2 separate regions of the Oryctolagus cuniculus genome follow, and region 2 is linked to region 1. Evidence: chromatin contacts called from public Hi-C data. All regions are on one chromosome and are shown on one strand. Each heading gives the region's core, a stretch centred on a gene start, on an enhancer-like site or on the middle of the called end of the contact. The rest is flanking DNA. Distances are from core to core; before and after follow the strand shown. Region 1 holds the start of STIM2 (stromal interaction molecule 2). Region 2 overlaps STIM2 (stromal interaction molecule 2).

Region 1 (7,208 bases), core at 1,431-3,930:
AACGTTTACAAATTGAGCCATAAAAGCACTGTTCACACAAGCTTAATTGGAAAGGAGCCCTACAGAACCATATACTACAAGCAAAATTTTCAGGATATTCTAACTTCACTATGTATTTTCAATTTACCTTTTTCAAGATGCTGTGCTGCTGACTATATTTATGTAAACATCAAGGTTACTGCAATTTGTACACTGTGTAGTTTTATGACCTTACACTTTAAATAAAAGTTTTAATTTGTTAAAAAAAAAAGCAATGCTGCTGGAAGAGTAAGAGCATCAGAAGTAATCCCAGGTGGTGACGGTGGTGGTGGTGATGGTGGTGGTAACTCACTTTACAAACTACAGCATTCTCATGTGATCGATCACTTTAGATCCAGTGAGATTCATCCTTTTTCACAATACCATAAAACAGATAAATGTTAAAGCCTTAAAACAATGGAAATAGCTTAGCTTATTGAAGTTCTGAAATAGTATCAAATATATTTGTTAGTGGTCAATAAATACTAAATTTTGCAAATCATTGACCCTTCTACCAGTTATATTTTGATAAAGCCAATTATCTATTAATCAAAATTTTCTGCTAGAGAAATTAAGCCACAGTCCTAATGCTTCTAGAAGCCAAAATACTTCTGCTCCCCCTGCCCCCTACTCATGCATAAGGCATTAAACTTGCAGTTAAAGATCTCATCTCACCACTTTCCTGATAATCCCTATTTTTCATTATATTGTTATTTGCCACATTTTCTTTAGAAAAGAGTATCAAGCATACAGCTAACTAGCCAATCTATCTATCCTCCTACTCAAGTTACAATCTGCTCCTAATACTGATTTTACTGCAATTATTTTATCCAAATCTTCCAGTGATAGGTTTTGCTGTTTCAACTTCTTCAGTGGGGCTTTGACATGTTTCAAGGCAAAGTTAAATACACTGATGATTATGTTCTTACCCTACAACTTCCAATTGCTTGACCAAGTCTACCAACATCCGTCTACTTTCTAGAAGAATACTCTAGTCATGGAACCTAGACTATGGCACCTCTGCTCTAAGAATACGGCTCCAGAGTACTGCTCAGAGCAGCTGTTAACTTCCAGACGCCTGCTGGACTATCACTTTGGTTAATTAATGAAAATCATCTTGTTCCACTTTCTCCTTTATAATATTTCAATTAATGCAGAAAACCGGCAGATCTACTTTTAAAAATAATAACATACGACTCGTAAGAGGGGAAAAAACAATCAGCATTACTTTAGCTCCACTTCTTTTCCCAAAGAAATGATCTCAGGATCCTTACAGTATTACTTAAACCACAACAGATCTGTTGTACAAGACACTGGAAGGCTTTTGGAGGATACAGTCTTCTACTTAATCTTACCAAAACATGTTTGCAAGTTTTCAGTAATTGCCAGAACGTTCTATAGTCCAAAAGGTGCCGGTGCGGTGGATCAGAATCGTGCTGCTCATACACAGACCCCGAAGATCCTGCACTCACTCTACGCTGGGTGCATTTCTGGTCACCTGTGAGCTTTCCGCACCCCCTGTCACCAGGGATGCTCCCACCAGCAAAGACGTTCCATCATGTAGAGGGGCCTCCCTGCACCCCTCCACACGCACACACACTCGACCCAGACGTGTATGCACACAAACACGGGACCATGAATACCACTAGGTTTCATGGCTCTCAAAGAATCCTCCTGAGCAGCCTCCCCTGGGACGCTGTGCTCCGAGGGCTCGGAACGGCTGAGACTCGCCGCCCGCTGCCTTTGCAAAAGCAGCAACCAGAGGCAGACTCACTACCGCATTGCTGCTGCTGCTGCTGCTGCTGCTGCTGACTTTTCTAGCAGCGTCCGGGGGACAACAATCAGCCCCGTCTCCTGCAGACCCTGATGGCTCTGCTGCAGCACGAAAGAGAAACCGCCGCAGTGCTCAGATCGGAAGACCAGGGAGCCCGACTGAAGGGCGGGGAAGCCCGGCGCCGCGGAGAGCCCAGGTCGAGGGCGGGGTGTCCGTCCGGGTAGAAAGGGAAGGCGTCCGGAGCGCAGGGGACCGCGACCGCGCAGCGGCCGTCCGACAGCGCCTGCCGGCCGGGACGCGGACCCTTCCCGGAGTGGGGGGTGGGGGTCCCGGGCCGCGCACGCCGCCCCCCAGGCCCTCACCTGTCATGAGCGCCGGGCTCTCGCCCGCCGCCGCAGAGGAAGAGGAGGCTCCTGCCCCGGCAGAGCCCGACGCCCGCCGCCCGCGGAGGTGCCTCGGCCCCAGCTCGCATCCGTCCGCCGCTCCGGCCACCAGCAGCCCGAGCAAGAGCAGCGCAGCCCAGCGCCGCCGCCGCCGCAGCCAGCCCGAGGCCGAGCCGGGAGTCGCGGCGGGATGAGGGCGCGGAAGAGGAGCGGCCGCCCCGACCGCCGGCCACTCGCCCGCTCCGTGAGGCGCCGCCGCCGGCGACTCCTCGGGCCGCCCCCGCTGCGGGCTCCTGCCGGGCGCCAGCCTGGTCCCCTCGGCACCGGCGGCCTCTGGAGCTCGGGTCCCAGCTACGTTCATTGGTTCCGGTTATTTAAAAAAAAAAAAAAAAAAAGGTGGGGGGCAGAAAGGTACGGCGTCTTCAGGCCGTGCGCGACACCGGCGCTGCTGCCGCGGCGACACCGAGATCCGCTGCTCTGGCGCCGCCAAACCCCGGCTCCAGCGCCCGCGCCGCCGCCGCCGCCGCCGCCGCCGCCGCGGCGCATCCCCCCGCCCCCTCCGGCCCGCGCTCGCCGTAGTACCACGCTCGGCCGGGACGCCTCCCTCCCCTCACACATTCGCTCGCATACCAATCCCCCGCCTCCCTCGGCGCCGCCACGGCGCAGGCGCGGCGCTGCAGCGCGGCGCGTGCGCGGCGCCAGCCCCGCCCCCAGGGGGGCGTTCCCGGACAGGCGGGCGCGCCCCGGGCTGGTTTCTATAACGCTTCGAGGAAGCGCCGGGGCAGGGGCGACTGGGGAGGAGGAGGCCATGTCCCCCTGCCCTCTCCTCGCCTCGACGCGATCAGGGGTGGGAGGGCAGCGAGGGGGCGGGGAGTCGAGTCGGGACTTCCCAGATCCTCGGGACGCGTCACGTCCTTGTAGACGGCTGCAAACAGTGCGTGGGTCCGGGGACTGTTGTCGTCGGAAACAGCGGCGTCTCCAGAGTTTCAGTCTAGTTGGGGGTTACCAGTGGCTGTGAAGACGTGGAGGCTTATGTACTTGCCCAGTATTTAACAGGGCGCTTGCTGCGGGCCAGTATGCCAGGCTTTAACTAAGCAGGTGGCAGACCTACGCATCGTAGCTCTGGGATCCGGGTGACTCTCCCCATTCTACAAGAGGAAAGGAACACAGATGTTCAGGAACTTGTCCCCAGGGCCCCACCGCCAATAAACCGGGAGACGGCCCACATCTAGTAGCCGCTGGATGGAGATGGTGAAGACCTGAAGCCATCGTCACCTCCCCAACCCTGAGTCTTGGCTGTTCTGAACCCACTGCCAGGAGGAGGTTGGTGCAGACGCGGCTTAGGGTTGCTTGCCTGGGATGAAAGTTCCGTGAACCAGGTCTTTGTGCTGCAGGTCCTGCCTATTTGGTTTGAAGTAGATAGAACCAGCACCATTCTCAGGCAAACTTGTTGCCAACACATTTTTCAGGCCACCTCCTTCGAAATATAGAAAGTGTTGAGTATACGCTCACTGTAAATTTAAAGCCCTGTGAATTAACACACAGCTTAGATTTGCAGATAAGATCCCTAACACAACGTTCTGTTTGCTTTTGCGTTTTGGTGTCACTTTGCAGATTGGTTTTGGGTTTTTGGTTTTTTTGTTTGTTTGTTTGTTTGTTTGATCATTTGCTTTCTGAAGTCAAGAAGATACTCCGATTACACAATCTAAAGAATTTCTTAGACAACCTAGCCAAAGTAGCCATGAATATTGTTCATTGTGGAAAAGCAGATGGACGTTTCAGAAGAGAGTCCGGAATCTCTGAGGCTAATCAATCTATCAACACTCATTTCTTGCTTCTTGGGGGCACGGGTTGCTTCTTGGTTGGCAACAGGGAGATTCTGTTTCCTCTGCTGAAAGGCACAGCAATGAAGTCACACATTTGCTGAATGCCAGGAGAAGGTAATTCTGCAAGGGGACTAGAAAAATATAAAGAAAATAGGAGGCTTGTTCCCTGCTCTGCAGGAGGCATGATTCATTCAACACTTAGCCCCTAGTATGTGCCAGGCAGGGTAATAGGTGATGGAAATTCAACACAGAAGAGACACTTGAAAAAGTCAGTTAAATCAGCTCTCAGGGATACAGACAGCCAGCCTAGGGCTCTCACAATCTTGCTTAGGAGATAAAATTTACACCCATTAAACAATTAGAGGCTAGCACTCATACAAGCCAGTAGTTAATCAGTTGCTAAATTGAGTAGTACTAAGTGTGTTACAGCGATAACAATATAAAGCCACGAGCAAGCCACGAGCAAATTAGTAAGTCAACAGGGCCAAGCTTCTTTAAACAAAGATGATACAGTATCTTCTCTTCTTTTTTAAAGACACTGAGAGTGTTGGCGCTGAAAGGGTACTGGATTTTGAGTGGTGTTTACCCCTGTCTCTACTACAGCCAGCAAGGAGTTGGGAATCAGCAAGAGCCAGATCCCTCTCAGCGAAGCCAGGGGCCAAGAATAAATTCTGCACCTTACATCATCTCTGTCACCGGTCGGGAAGATTACCACTGTTAAACGAGCTAACAGAATGTACCTTCTTGCTGCACGGAGATGCAGTGTCACCGGCCTCGCAGCATAAACCTAAGTGCAAGAGACGAGTCCGCCTCTTTGGAGGAAAAGCCCGTGCCGGAATTACAAGCGCTCCCATCTGCAAGCCTAGCAAAACCAGGCTCAGGTGAGGCAATTGCTTCCCTTTCGTCTCGGGTTTCAGTCTTTGCTGTCCCTTCCGTTTCCCTCGCCACCCAGTAGCTTTCTACCGTCCTGTCCTCTGGCCAAATTACATCTCCGTCCTGAGCCTACCCCCACCGGTGCGGTTTGCCATTGTCTTGGCTGTCTCGTTGTCACCCAGTCGAGACTTCGCTGAGCTTCCCAGACAACGCCACCACTTTCCAGCCGCGAGACCTGAACGCAGGTTCACCCAGCCTTGGTGTTCCCCCTCCCCACGTACTCTGGGGACCCCGTACTGCCTGCACCACGGGACTGCTGGTGGCAGCAGGAGAGTACAAGAATCCAGTAAAGTCTTTGCCCGGTGCCTGGCAAACAGGTACGCTGCCAGCCCTCGGGGGAGACCCGGCCCCAGGCTCCGGGCGTGTAGTCTAAGCATGTTCTCAGTTTAGAATGAACGCATCGCGGTTTGCCGACGTTGCTTGATTGTATCTTCCCGCAAATACATCCCAAACTCTTGGGGCGTACCCAAGCACACAGACACGGCAGGATCCGTGCACCCAACCCTCCCCCCACCTCCGAAGCAAACCCGCCCTCGCCAAGGTCTGGCTCCTTCCCGCTCTCCTCCTCCCACCCGCCAGTTCCCCGGGGCCGCCCGCGACGCGTCGCCAGCCCGGACTCGGAGAACCGGATCTCTGGCCGCAAGCGAGGCACGGCGCCTGCGCCACGCGGCAGCCTCGCGCATGCTCGCTGCCTCCAGCCTGCTTTTCCCCAGGTGCGCGAGCTCCCAGGCTCGGCGCCGTTCCGGGCCACCGCCGCGCGTGCGCGTGCGCGCGCGCGCGCGCCGCCCCGAGCTTCCGGCTCCCACTGCGTGGGCGGCGAGGCGGGCGCCCGATGGCCGCGAGGTGACGTCACCGCGTGGGCGGCCGCGGCGGGCAGTCTGTGGGGAGCTCGGCGGGTGTGGAGCAGGAGGGGTGGGGAATTCCAGCTCGAGATATAAACCGGGAGGGGCTTCCTCCTGCGCTGTGCCGCTGGCCAGCGGAACTGCGCCCGCCCACCTTTGATCCTCTTGGTGGGCTGCCAGCGAGGGGTGCCTGCTCCCTTGGCTGGCGCAGCAGCACCTACGACTCCGCTACGCTTCGCTCCGTGGCGGCTACGCCCCTCGGACACGTGCGGAGCGCTGCCTCCGGTGGATACCCCATTGAGTGGGCGCCCCACTCACTCCCCGCAGGAGCTTGCGAGGGAGTCGAGGTGCGGAGAAGTTTTTTGGAAACTTCTCCGGAATATGAAGATGGCTGCGGAATTCAGCAACGAAACCTTGGCATATAAATAGGGCCCCCGAATTGTTAAATAGCAGTAAGAAAAAAAAAATGACGCTGTGAAAGTAAGTCAAGAGCAAGAAGATCCTTGCTACCTAAAACACATGGGATGTGTCTCAGCTAGCTTAGTGACGGTAGAAAGCTGCGTTGCACTTCCTCAGGGCATGGAAGAAGGAAGTGATTTTAAGAAAGTGTTTTGCACCCAGGGAGTGAAATCAAAAACCCTTTCAGAATGTTTATCTTGTTAATACAGTTCTAAAAACCCAACAGAGCAAAAGCAACCGTTTCGTCCACGGAAGTCAAGGGAGCCGTTTGATTTGTAGGGTCATTTCTGATGATGGACTGCTGCTGCTTTTTAATCTGAGATGTTCTGTGAATTAATTGAGCACATACTAAGTGATAAATGCTGAAGTAATAAACTTTCCTGTGAAAAAGGGTGGAATTGTGGTGGAGAGAAAAGTAAAAATCACAATTGAAAATGATGAGAAGTGTTTCATTTGAATACAAGTGTGCCTTGGATAGTAATGACAGTTCTGAAGACGAAAGATACATGATGAACAGATAAAACATGACATGCAAGAGACTTGAGATGTGTTTGATGAATTGGAAGAATGCGTGTGTGATGCAAGAGGCTAAATTTCTAAATCAGGTGCCTACTAACCTAATCTTCATTCACTTAAGACCACCTGTTCTAAAACCAAATCTTAGGATGGTAGAATACATAGATCAGGCAAGCTATAGTGCATATGGGCTCAAGGTACCAATCAAATGTTCATAACACACAAAAATATTAAAAACAGATAAGTTCAGTAAAGATACAAGTTAGAAATCAGCATGCAAAAATCTACATAGCAGCAATGAACTATCCAGAAAAGAAATGAAAACAATGGCATTTTGTGGGGAGCAACTCGGACTATACTGTTACTGGAATTAAGACTTATTCTATGCATCTGCTCTCCCACAATGTGGCGCTGGGAGAGGAGCGTACAGCTTCTACCCAGCTGCCTCTCACCAACT
Region 2 (7,208 bases), core at 2,371-4,870, 140 kb before region 1:
GTTCTTTAGCACTGAAAATTTGGGGCTGCTCTGATAACCTTCACTTACCCAAAAGAAAAAAAGACTATCATATTTACTGACCAAACATGTCAGTTAGCCTTTTTAATTTCCCACTGTTGTTATATAAGGAAACTTCCCAAAAGACAACAAAATAAAAACAGGGGGTTCTCACATCCAGGATAACACATATATACTGGAAACCCCTAATCCCATTTTATTGCTCTGGCCTATTTTGTTTAATTCAAATTATATTTTATTTATTTTTGTCTTTCTAAGTAAAATAAAGACTGTCTTGGCAAACTTGTCTCTCTCTCAGTTATTTTTAGTCTGCGAAATGGGGATGGTACTATATTACATTTTAATCAAGAGACTTAAATGAAATAATATAAAGTACTTCCATGTAACATGCATTTAAAAATGTTGCTGTTTATTAAATTTCAATTTTAATTGAGGTATAATTTATGGCAACTATGATGAAGTTGTTATTGCTGTCATTTAAAAAAATTGATTAAGAAAGATCTTGGCATCAATCCATTCAAATATGTGTCTTCATGAAAATTCATCAGCATCAAATAAATAAGTTTTTCTTAGATCTGCCAGGTGCTCAGAGGTTGACCTTTGACGTTATCTGGAAATGATCTAGTTGACCCATCTTCTAATTCTCTAATTCTACTCTCCTTGGGAATAAAGTTTTTAAAATGGCCTGATTATTTTGACAAGAAAAAACAATTAAACTTGAAAACACATACTTTTAAAAGATGAGAATGAATATATTCATAAAATTTCCTTTGGGCCCTCAACATGGATTGAGCGCTGAAAAATTACATCTAGTATATTAAGTTTATCTGTGAGCAGAAAAATATACTTGAATAATAAAGACCCACCTGGGAAGCGTTGTTCCTTTGACATTATTGTCTCTGAAATTCTTCTCATACTGGGGCAGTTCAACAAATTCTATCAACCACTGAAGTGTATCCTCAAGGGTCCAATTATGAACTGCAAGAGGTACAAGAGGAGGGCATATTTTCAACACACCTGCTCTCTGAGTTTTTGCATATTTATATATATGTACACACATATATATGCATGTGTGCATATATCTATATCTATATATAATAACTTCAGAGAAAACAAAAGTGTCAGACTGCATTTTCAACTCAGTGTTATCAACAGTACTAAAATAGTACACAGTATTCTATGAGAAGCTAAAAACAATGAAAGACATCTTATGACCTTTAAAGCTTTATAGTCTGAAGCAGAAGAGGCAGATCAAAGTAATTGGAACAAATATTGGCAGGATTTGATTTTAAAATAAGCTCTATACAAAGACTGTGCAGGATGAAATACTCCATCATCTCCCTGGCTGTGGAACACTTACCAGATATATAGCTCTTCGCTCTATCCATGGAACACTCTAATACACCTTCTGAGTATCAGGTTCCATTCTAGGCACCGGGTGGAAGGCACTGAACGAGACAGACACTCCTTGCCCTTGCAGAACTTAAATTCCTTTGGGATCAAGATGGGGCGACTTACAACAGAAGGAAGAAGAGGAAGGAAATTTCAGATAGTGACGGGTTGTTAAGGAAGAAAGGAAAGATGTCAGGGTAAGCTTCTCTGAGGAGTTGACATCTGAACTGAGACCAAAAAACTGCAAGGTGCCATATTGTGAAGATCTGGGAGAAAAATCCTCCAATAAGAGGGGAAAGCTACTGCGAAAGAGAGATAACCAGAAAGTCTAAGAGGGGACAGGTCATGAGAGGCTTCCACAAACTCTGGCTATCTCCCCACTTCAGTGACAAGGAGGGGAATAAAATAATCTGTCTTTAAAACATCATTCTAGGGCTGGCTGTGGCACAGCGGGTAAAGCCGCCGCCTGCAGTACCGGCATCCCATATGGGTGCCCATTCGAGTCCCAGCTGCTCCACTTCTGATTCAGCTCTCTGCTATGGCCTGGGAAAGCAGAAGATGGCCCAAGTCCTAGGGCCCCTGCATCCGCATGGGAGACCCAGAAGAAACTCCTGGCTTCGGATCGGCGCAACTCCAGCTGTTGCAACCGATTGGGGAGTGAACCAGCAGGTAGAAGACTTACTTTCTCTCTCTCTCTCTCTTTCTCTCTCTCTCTCTCTCTGCCTCTCCTTCTTTCTCTGTGTAACTCTTTCAAATAAATAATTTTTTTAAATCATTCTTTGATATGGAGAATGCACTATACAGGGTAAGACTGGAAACAGGGACAAAGGAAACCATTCCTTTCCTAACTGTCCAGGCAAAAGAGGTTATAGAAAGAAGTGCAAAAAAAAAAAAAAAAAAAAAAAGTGCATAGGGACTTAGACTCTGGTGGGAAGAGAGAAGACAGTGACAATCAGTCACATGCAGGATATATTCTGGGGATAAGGCTGATAAGATAAGCTGATAAAACGGACAGGGGTTGGTAGCTAGTGGAAAGCCGAAAGCACTAAGAGTGGTGTCATTAACTGAAGTAGGAAAGGATATGGAGAGGAATAGATTTGGGGCGGCAAGTAAGGGCAGGTGATGGCAACCAAGAGCCAGCTTTAGACATGTTATGATTGAAGCATGTGTTAAACACCTAAGTATAGACAATACAGTAGCAGCCAGACGCACAGCCTGAAGCTCAGGGACAGAGATATTAATGGGGAGTCATCAGCATTGAGATGATCTTTAGGCAGAATGAGATCACTCTGAAGAGTGACTATAGCTATTAATAGACTTGAGGAGCTAGGATCTACATTATGAACAAAATCAGATCTAACATCTCTTCTGTTAGCTATTCTGAATTAAGTGCTTAAATGCATTTTCTTCTTCAAATTAAAAAAAAAAACACTAGAGTTGTTTACATGATTATCCACATATTGGAGATTAAAAACTGAGAAATTAATGGGATTAGGGGAGTAAGTGGGAATGAAGTTGAACTCAGTGAAATTAATTACACAACCTGACTCTACATTACTCTAAGAGCAAGAATACTAAATAACAGTGAAGATATAAACAAGCCGTTAAAATACTAGAAGCAATTCAGAGGTTTCTGTGTGTAGAATATGAAGGGCAAAGGCAAGCTTATCCAAAAGAAAGAATGCAAGTATGTTTTAAAAACAAAGAGTTCTATGTTATCTGCATTTAATTGGAGGATCTGGGAAAACAAAGTGCTTATCAATCATACAGGAGGTCAAGCCGAGAAAAGCAAACAAGCAACAAAAGCAGATCTGGGAATCCACAGAAAATCATGAATTCATCTGGCAAGCAAAGCTAGGGTCTCAGTAATGTCCTTTAGAGAAAAAGCCTAAGTTAAGTCAAAAACAATTTTAAAGAAACAATTAATTTTGCTTAAAAACTATGTGTGGTAATTGACGATTTTATATGAAGACAAAGTTTTCCCGGATCTTTTAATGTTCTCTCCTTAAAGCCTGGATACAGCCTGCGGCTGCTGTGTCCATTTGGCCAAACAACTGAGGACATCAGCCAAAAGTTCAAGCCCTCGGTGCTTTCCACTGAATTTAATGCATTCAAAGTAGCCCTTTTCCTCTTGGGTTTCTTCCTATTCAGGATGAACTGCATGGAGAACGGCCCCAGCTTGGCTGCCAAGAAACCCACAGCGCAGCTGCACCTCCCACACCCACACAGAAACCACGCCAAGAAAACAGGATGAGATTCCCTGCCATTCCCCTGACTGCTTAACAGTAACAGCCCCCAATCCAAACACTCTGGTACATCAGAGCAGGACCTCAATCCCAATGACACGGTAGAGAAAGGAAAACTCAAGTGAAAAAGAATACATACTTAAACTGCTCATATCCTCGGATTACTCTACCTAGCAAATAAAAAATGCTAGTGGTTCTGCAGTAGCTTTCTTCACAATGAATCTTTAAAACAACAGTTTCACACAGAACCCATGGTTTACTTTGTAGGAGGTTCACTTTTCCTTTTGCTGTCTGGTTTCTTTGGTGAAGCCAAGTAAATACCTTCACTTCTCATGATCAGCACTTGCGTTTTAAATTACTTTTCTCTGCTCCAAATATTCTGTCTTCAATTCTTAGGACAGATGACACTCTCTCCTTCCTAGGGACCTTGTACCCGCTTTCCTCGAATGAAATCTTTATTCTCTATCCTTTTGCCTGATCTTTACTATTTATTTTATTACACCTCCACGTCTCGGCTAACACTTTAATTCTACAGGGAGACTTTCCAAACATTGTTATATGACCAGAAATCACACTGCGCTTTTTATGTTTAGCATTTAAACAGCTGTTTACCTGTGTGATTATTCTTTCAACATCTGTTTACCTCACTAAGGTATACTGTCTTGCTCACTACTCTGTCCCCAGCAGTATGGTACACAGAAGGAATCAACCACAGTGTCTGCTTCCTTGTTGGATACTGCTGAATAAATGAAGAACATGTTTAAAATTGATAAGCATTGTTGAAATCTATTTTTCACTTCTTTATAAGGGGAATAAAATAAACAAATCAGGATTCTTCTAAATCACAAATCCTTGATTAAAAGAGTCACTCATTTAAAAGCTATCTGGTTCCTTATCACCCACCTGTCCTATGTCTTTTACAAGAGCTCTTGCTAAGCAACACTTCTACCAGAGGGCAGGCAGAGAAGGACATGGTATTCTTTTAAAACACAGAGCTACAGAAATGCCACTTCCTACCTTGTTAAATTATTCTTCCTGCTCGAGGTGGGTCAGTGGTACAGGCTGATGTCTCACAGTGATTTTTAACAATTTATTCCAAGACCAATGAAGAACTCTGGACTGGAAAGAAACCTGATTATATTCCTAAGTGTGCCACTGATTCGTGGTGACAACATAGCTATGGCTCAGCTTCTTCCCATACGTACAAAATAATGCCACTGAGCTAGACAATCTTTAAAATTCATTCAAATTCTGTTTCTAAGATTATTATAAAGCAACAGAGCTAATTGTGTGCAGAAAGCTAAGCTGCCTCTTGCAATGTAGGCATTCCATACTGGAGTGACAGCATCCTGGCCACTCCACTTCTGATCCAGCTCCCTGGCTATGTGCTTGGGAAGGCAGTGGAAGATGGCCCAAGTGCTTGTATTCCTGCTACCCATGTGGGAAACCCAGACGGAGTTCCTGGTTCCTGGTTTTGGCCCAGCCCAGCAGGACCCAGCTGTCATGGCCATTTGGGGAGTGAACCAGTGGATGGAAGATCCCTGTTTCTCCCTCTCTCACTACCACTCTGCTTTTCAAATGAATATACAGCTAAACAAAAACAAAAACAAAACAAAGCTAACGAAATGGTTAGCCAAGAATGGTGAGTTATAGAAAAAACTAAGAACTTTCACAACAGTAATAAAAATTGTTGCTAACATTTAGTATTCATTAAATATCTGGAGTTTGGAAATGTTATTTCAAATAATCACTGCAACCATCTTTTAATGTAGGCACTTTTATCATCGTGTTGAACCTAAAAATTTAAGAAGGATAAGTTCTTAATTTGGTATAACAGATAAGTAAGTGATCAAACCAGGTTTCAGATCAAGCAGGTTTCCAGAGCTGTTGACCACCCTGCAATGGTGCTGCCTCTCTGAGTAAAGGAGTGACCCTGACAGTCAGGTGAGGTGCCTGGGGGAGATGGTTTGTGGTCACACTTGCTGCCACACATGCAGCTTTTGACAGCTCCACACTCTCTTTGTCCCAGCCACCCGGCAGCTTTGCAGGCTCTGCAACTCAGATCAGGAATTCTCCTTCATGAAGTTGTCCCTGTGCACCCATTTCCAGATGTCAGTGGCTCTTCTTTGGGCTCCCTGGCCACCTGGACATATACGTGCCATAGGATTTATCACACACTACAGTGGAAGTGTGCGTGCATTCCTTCCTCCAGATGAAGAACTCCTAGAGGGCAGGACTTCATTTTTACCTGACTCATAGTGACTGTTAATACCAAAACACCACGTTCATTTGACACGGGGCTTTACATTTTACTATACACTTTCACATACATTCTCTTTTAACTCCCATAACCACTCTGAAAGATGGCTAGGCTGGAGTGTTTCATTACATGGTCACACACATCTAAAAACCAAGAGAGCTATAGTTTCAACTCCAATCTTCTGGCTCCAAGTCCTCTGACAACGTCGTTGGCTCCTAATTTAGAACAGCTCACCAACACTAAAAACTTGAAACATTTTCTTTTAGAAATAAATGTTCCATATAGTACTGATAATAATACAAGAGTCAAACATTCTTATATATGAGCAACCTAACAAAGGCAACTGCATTAATGGACTCAGGATTCTGCTAAGAACCTCCAGTACCCAAGGCCCGGAGGTTGCAAGAGGAAAGCTCCATGCAGCTACGTCAGTTCTTCATCATGGAGGTGACTGCTACAGCGTGAAGGGGGCCATGCAACCTGAAAGAAAAGACGTCACAGAGTCACAGGACTCCAAACTGGAGCAGGGCTTAGAAGCCAAGGTGAGGGCCGGGAGAGCAGGGACAAGATGGTGAGAAGCAGCAGAACCCCTGAAGATGCAGGGATGTGGCGCTGTAGGGTGTGGGGGAACACACATTCATGTATTTTCAGAGCAACAACCGCAAGATGAGGATTCTCCTTCTCACTGCCCCGCCCCCTTGCTGCTAACAGGGCCATTTTCTGTAATTGGGAATGAAGTTTCTGATTCTTCACTGGTTTCCCTTTTATCCCTTGCTGCAGTCTGTCCCACCACCAGATAACTATTTTGGATGAGCACCAGAAAAAGATGAAAGTTGGGACCAAGCAGAAAAGGCTTTGTGACAGCAGTGGGGTCTTGGTAATGGGACCACACAGACACAGGACGGGCTGGAAATAGGTATCAACAGAGAAGTAAGCAAGCTGGCGTTCCTGTGGCCACCCAGCTGAAGCAGCCTTCTGAAAGAGCCCTGGAAGTCATGTGTAGGTACAGTCTCAGCTGTACAACTAGATTACAAATGCAGATGAAGCACTCCAGCGGAAAGCAATCTCTCCCTTCCTAGAATTTCTGTAGTCGTTACTATTTCTATCAAATGGCACATCCTTATTTTGTAACTATTTACGTCTTATATTCCTACTTTACTGTAAACTTCCATGATACAAGGACTATCAGACCAGGTATAAAATTACTATTTAAAGTGTTAACTGAATGTCTAACTAATTTGTTCTTCCTTTAGAATGGGTTTCATTTTGTTTTCAAGACTCTATATGCTATT

Evidence for each region. Hi-C and Micro-C count contacts between places; a contact is called where the count stands out from the background.
Region 2: a Hi-C map of skin fibroblasts shows a contact between it and region 1, with 2.3 times the contacts expected there. The contact joins the enhancer-like site here to the promoter of STIM2 in region 1. A contact is called at or near these places in 3 of 6 Hi-C or Micro-C datasets (psoas muscle, skin fibroblasts and an unstated tissue).

Annotation. Positions count from the first base shown.
Region 1 is chr2:21,788,601-21,795,808 of mOryCun1.1, reverse strand. It overlaps STIM2 (stromal interaction molecule 2), which reads right to left and starts at 2,680. Exons shown (of 12, transcript XM_008274823.4): 1 at 2,155-2,680. The coding sequence starts at 2,536.
Region 2 is chr2:21,928,068-21,935,275 of mOryCun1.1, reverse strand. It overlaps STIM2 (stromal interaction molecule 2), which reads right to left. Exons shown (of 12, transcript XM_008274823.4): 4 at 885-996. Among named protein-coding and RNA genes, the nearest start is that of STIM2, 140 kb to the right of the region's middle. Within about 2 kb of position 3,620, at least 3 of the 8 cell types and tissues checked have an H3K27ac peak or open chromatin away from gene starts, as enhancers often do.